2 separate regions of the Sus scrofa genome follow, and region 2 is linked to region 1. A link is a contact called in public HiChIP or PLAC-seq data. All regions are on one chromosome and are shown on one strand. Each heading gives the region's core, a stretch centred on a gene start, on an enhancer-like site or on the middle of the called end of the contact. The rest is flanking DNA. Distances are from core to core; before and after follow the strand shown. Region 1 holds the start of MAN1A1 (mannosidase alpha class 1A member 1). Region 2 holds the start of ASF1A (histone chaperone ASF1A).

Evidence for each region. HiChIP or PLAC-seq counts read pairs in DNA pulled down with a chosen protein or histone mark.
Region 2: a contact with region 1 is called in an H3K27ac HiChIP or PLAC-seq map of alveolar macrophages. The contact joins the promoter of ASF1A here to the promoter of MAN1A1 in region 1. A contact is called at or near these places in 1 of 5 promoter capture datasets (fetal liver) and 1 of 2 datasets of contacts at active chromatin or transcription factors (alveolar macrophages).

Annotation. Positions count from the first base shown.
Region 1 is chr1:42,728,857-42,731,571 of Sscrofa11.1, forward strand. MAN1A1 (mannosidase alpha class 1A member 1) reads left to right here and starts at 1,313. Exons shown (of 12, transcript NM_213885.1): 1 at 1,313-2,237. The coding sequence starts at 1,617.
Region 2 is chr1:43,213,660-43,216,374 of Sscrofa11.1, forward strand. ASF1A (histone chaperone ASF1A) reads right to left here and starts at 1,360. Exons shown (of 4, transcript XM_003121238.4): 1 at 803-1,360. The coding sequence starts at 911. The region is part of intron 7 of MCM9 (DNA helicase MCM9); the gene reads left to right.

The DNA of each region.
Region 1 (2,715 bases), core at 63-2,562:
AACAGGGGAATTGCGAATAGATTTTGGAAAATAAGGCTGTCTTGAAAACAATTTCTGTTGGACCAAGTCCTTACTTCCCTGGAAGTAGTCAAATCCAAGACAATTTCAACAGTGCTGAAATTTATTACTTGAAGTTATGGCAGCATAAAACTGTCTTCTTTAAATGGAAAATATGACCAACTTGTATGAGGTAAATGAATTTTGAAAGTGGGAGTGGGTGGGGGAGCTACGCAACTTTTTTTTCTTTTTAAAGGGGGCGAGGATGCATAGGAAGACTCCCAAGCAGCCACAAAACCAGCAGGTCTCTTGGGATTTAGAGGATGTTCCACCAGAGAGCTCCAAAGCTGAGCTCAGAAGCTCTCCAATTCACAGCTCCTCATCGAGGGACTTTTGGGTTAACTGCAACGGAGCAATGGGGGAATCCCTCCCTTGGCAAAAAGAGGGTAACTGGAGGAAAGACGCGCTTCACACCGTTCAAATCTGGCAGTTCTCTGCAAGACCCCGTCCTTATTCGGCCTCCCTCCGGGCAGGTCCCGCACCACCAGGCGCAGGTCCGAGGGGGCCGCAGGGGGATCCCGCATCAGCCCAGGCACCTAACCCACACCCCTAGAGCAACCACCCCCTGGGGCCTCTGGCCCGAAACCCCCGCGGGATAAACTCGCCGACCTCGGGCCCCGCCCGCTGCCTCGCGCCTCCGGGCCCCGCGACCTCCCCACCCCCGGCCGGGCCCCTGCGAGGCTGCGCTTCCCGTAACTCCCCTCCCTGCACTGCCCCCTCCCCGCCTCGGCCCCGCCCCCGCGGGACCCTGAGCCGCGTGCGATTGGCCCTGCCGCGCCATCACTCTCCGGACGCGTCACCGCCCTCGTTTCCGACCGCCCAGAGACCGGCAGTGGTGGTAGTGCTCGCGGGGCCGCGGTGGAGGGCATAGTGCTGTCCTGCTCTCTCCCACTCGCCCGCGGGTCGGCGCGCTCGCCCAGCTGAGCAGCATCCAGGGCTGCGGGGCAGTCGGACTGCACGCTCAGCCTGAGAAGCAGAGACAGCTAGTCCTAGCTTCGGGATGGGGAGCCGGCGAAGTTGACGAGCCCACCACCCGCGCTGCGCCTCTCCTGTGCGGAGGCGCTCTGCCCTCTCCAGGAGGTGCCCGCGCACGGCCCTGCTCCAGGTGTGCGCGGGACACCCAGCCCCCGAGACCCGAAAACTTCACCCCAAGTCCAAAGAGTGGTTTCCGAGGGCGGTGCCGGGAGCCAGACTCCGAACTCCGTGAAGGGGGAACTGTCCTGGTGGCTCGCACGGCCGTCTGAGGGCGGAGACCGGTGGAAACTTTATCACCATCATCGTAATTACTACGTTTTACTGTTTCTCTCCCCGCAGGGGCTACAGCCAGAGGTCTGTCGCGCGTGTTTGTTTGCCAAAGGAGCCGCTTGGGGGAGAAGACTCGAAGGGGAGTTGTTCCCCAAGGGATACCTGCAGCCCAGGCAGGGGGTTTGGGCGGCCTGGATGCACAGGACCCAGCCCCGCAGCCGCTGACGCCGGGCGGCGGCGAAGTTTGGCTGCTGAGCGGCGCAGAGCAAGGCCACTGGACAGCGGGCAACCCTGCGGCCGTGGCAGCGGGAGCGATGCCGGTGGGGGGCCTGTTGCCACTCTTCAGCAGCCCGGCGGGCGGCGGCCTGGGCGGCGGCCTGGGTGGGGGGCTCGGCGGCGGCGGCGGCGGCGGCGGCAGAAAGGGGTCGGGCCCCTCCGCCTTCCGCCTGACGGAGAAGTTCGTGCTGCTGTTGGTGTTCAGCGCCTTCATCACGCTCTGCTTCGGAGCGATCTTCTTCCTGCCCGACTCTTCCAAGCTGCTCAGCGGGGTCCTGTTCCACTCCAGCCCCGCCCTGCAGCCAGCCGCTGACCACAAGCCGGGGCCCGGGGCGCGCGCCGAGGACGCGGCAGATGGGCGAGCCCGGCCCGGTGAAGAGGGCGCTCCCGGGGACCCCGCGGCCGCCCTAGAGGACAACTTGGCCAGGATCCGCGAAAACCACGAGCGAGCTTTGAGGGAAGCCAAGGAGACTCTGCAGAAGCTGCCCGAGGAGATCCAAAGAGATATCCTGATGGAGAAGGAGAAGGTGGCCCAGGACCAGATGAGTAACAGGATGGGGTTCAGGCTGCCCCCAGTGTACTTAGTACCCCTCATCGGGGCGATTGACCGGGAGCCGGCCGACGCCGCTGTCCGCGAGAAAAGGGCAAAGATCAAAGAGGTGAGTGCACCCAGGCTGGAAATTCTTCCGGACCTGCGATGTTTTTCTGGGAGAAACGACAAACCTTTGAAACTCATAAGACTGTAACATTACAATGTGGGGAGACATCGAGGTTTTCCACTTAACCTGGTGCAGTGTCAAAGGCTCTTTCGTTTTCCTTTCAGTATCATAGTAGATGTGGCCAATTATGATCCGAGGTTGAATCCCGTTGTTTTTAACTTGCATGCTCGGTGAGCATAAGCCACACAAGGTAGGTCTTAAATATATGGGTAGGTGCTGTGCAAACCTCTTTTACGGCCCAATACACGGTTAATCGTCGCTGAGAACAGTGGCAGTGAAGGTCCCAAACAGCCCCCCTAATAAAGCTTGGTCGTGGCTTTGAAATGAAGCTTGAATGTAAACGCGAAGCATCAATCACCCATGATAGAAAGATTCTAACAGCAAGCCAGCACACCCTGTTTCAGTCACGTGGCCGCAT
Region 2 (2,715 bases), core at 110-2,609, 480 kb after region 1:
CGCGCCAGCATCCCCCAGGCGCCTCGAGCATCCCCGGCGCCGGCCCTGGAGCGCCGGCCCGGGAGCACCCGCGGCCCCCGGGGAGCGCCGTCGCCGGCCCGCGGCGCCGAGGGGCCGAGCCTGCGCCCGCCTCCCCCGCTGGTTGGTCGAGGGAGCCAGAAATCAGCGCGAGGACAGCCTCGCTCTCCTCCCCGAAGCGGCCGGGCATGGCCACCCAGGAGTGTACGGTAACTCCGGCATTAGCTCTAAAAATGGATCTGCCTCTCGCTCCGGGGCAGGAAGGTGGGCAGGCGGGGCGCCGTGTTCGTCACCCGCGGAGAGGAGGCGTCGTGACGCCGGGGTCGGTGGCCCAATTCTCTACTCTTGGTAAGATGGCTCCGCTGCTAACTCGCCGGCGCGACCACACACATGCCTCTCCCTTTCCACCTCGTCGCCGGGACCGCGGGGGCCGTGGAAGCCATTCGCGGCTCGGGGCCAGCCCGGCGCGACCCCTGGCCGGTGCCGCGGGAGAGAGTGCGGGTCTCGTGAACCGCCCGCCCGCCAGACAAAGCTGACAACATGGCTACCTCCGCTCGAACAAGTTCCTCGCAAGTTGAGCCGCAGCAGGCGCCCCGGCTGCGGCCGAACGCCGCGCACGCCTCGGCGGCCGTCGTCCATCAACTTCAAGTTTCCCTCCGCAGAGCCGAGACCGCAGCTCGCCCGGCGCCGAGCACCGACTGCCCGCGCGAGGCCGGGCCCGGGAAACTTTCAACGTCTGCAGCCCGCAACTGACAGCCCGGCGGCTGGCGGGCGCCCGACTCACCTTCAGACAGGTCCTCGATGCACTCGAAGGTGATCTCGAACTGGAATGGGTTGTAGAAAGGAGAAGGGTTATCCAGCACCACTACATTGTTCACCTGAACCTTTGCCATATTTTGAAAAAAACACAAACAATGGGAACGGGGGCTTGTTGCGGCACAATAAAGTCCAGCGCGCGGCCGCTCGGGAGAGCGCAGACCCCCGCCCCGGCGCCGGCCCGACGTCGTGCAGCGGCGACTTGAGAAACTTTTTTTTCCTCTTTTTATTTACACGGGAACACTCCACTGTGTTTTGCAGCTTTCCTATTTCACTAAACTACAGCCCATTCTGCTCTGATAACTAGCAGCGTTGCCCGCGATTGGCTGCACCCGAGCTCTGACCCTCCTCCTCCAGCGAGGGCCTCTGCGGCGAGCAAGATGGGCTCCCGCTCCCGGAATGGACTCGGAAACTTTAACTGCGGCTCCACCTGCTGGTGTGGATTAGGACAAAGGCGGAGAACAAAGTGAGTGGAATACGGGCTGGGAGGCCCGCGCGGAGGCCGCCGGCGGCGGCGGCGGGGGGAGGGGCGGAACAGGCCCCGCCCCCCGGCCCGGCGGCTCCCGCGCCGCACGTCGGGCGTGGCCGCGGCGGGGCGGGGTCGAAGGAGGCGTGGTCACGGGCGAGGCGGCGGGGGCGTGGCCACGGCGAGGAGGCGTGCTCGCCGTGGGCCTGGCGGCGGGAGGGTGTGATCTCAGGCAACGCCCGCCTCTTGGGATTGCTTGCTGTGGGTTTTTTTCTTTTAACGCTTTTTTTTAAACATCAGTCCAACGGCTTTTCCGGCTCTCTACTGAATTAAGCACATGTGAATCTGTTGTCCACAGTAGCTTAGGTTCAGCCTCTGTATGTTGGGTAATATTGGGTGTAGAAAAAGGGTTGGTTGCAGTGGAAGTATATTGTATTTTATAGACTGATGCCAACTCAAAAGGAATAAAGCCATTTTGGAAATGTAGTTCTTGGCCAATACCTGCGTTTGGGCACAATAGCGCCGTTAGTTAAGTAGATACAAAATGAAGGGCGAGAAGACGCTCTTCCGCACACACTTTGTGCAATAGGTAATACTTGGGTGGCACCTCGGTCTTCTTTCTCCCATTCCAATCTGGAAACTCTAGAATAAGAAAAAGATTACTGGAGGTGGGATCAGTTACACTCCAGGTTTCTACTGTGTGGTGGGCATAACAGGAAAATAAAAGGAGAAAATTGCAGTGTGAGGAGACCAAAAGGTAACAGATATCAATAGAGAAGGGAAAAGGAGAGTAGGAATCACAAAGGAATACTGACATGCAATTTTCAAAAAATCCATGACCTAAAAGGTTAGTAAATACAAATTATGGCACCACAAACAAGGGAAACTGTTGCTTGATTATTCCACATTCAGTGTCTATTTGCTGTTTGACTATCTTTGTAGGGAAAAGATAAGCTCGTAACACATTTATAAGATTGTTGAACTGTTTCTATTTGCCAAGTAAGAGTGGTATAAAGGTTTTCTTTTTTCTTTTTCTGCTCTAATAGAACCGATATTTATAAGCCACTTTTTTTTCTTAAGAATTTTGAATGAAGTCTCTAGACTTGGCTAATTAAATCTAGAGGAAAGAAAATATTCCTTAAGTATCATCTATGCTGAAAGTTTCAGTATAATGCCCAGAATTTTAAGTTTTGTTCATACTTGAGTAGGTTGCTTTTTTTTTTTGTCTTTTTACCTTTTCTAGGGCCGCTCCTGTGGCATATGGAGGTTCCCGGGCTAGGGGTCGAATCAGAGCTGTAGCCACCCGCCTATGCCAAAGCCACAGCAACGCAGAATCCGAGCCATGTCTGCGACCCACTCCACAGCTCATGGCAATGCTGGATTCTTAACCCACTGAGCAAGGCCAGGGATCGAAC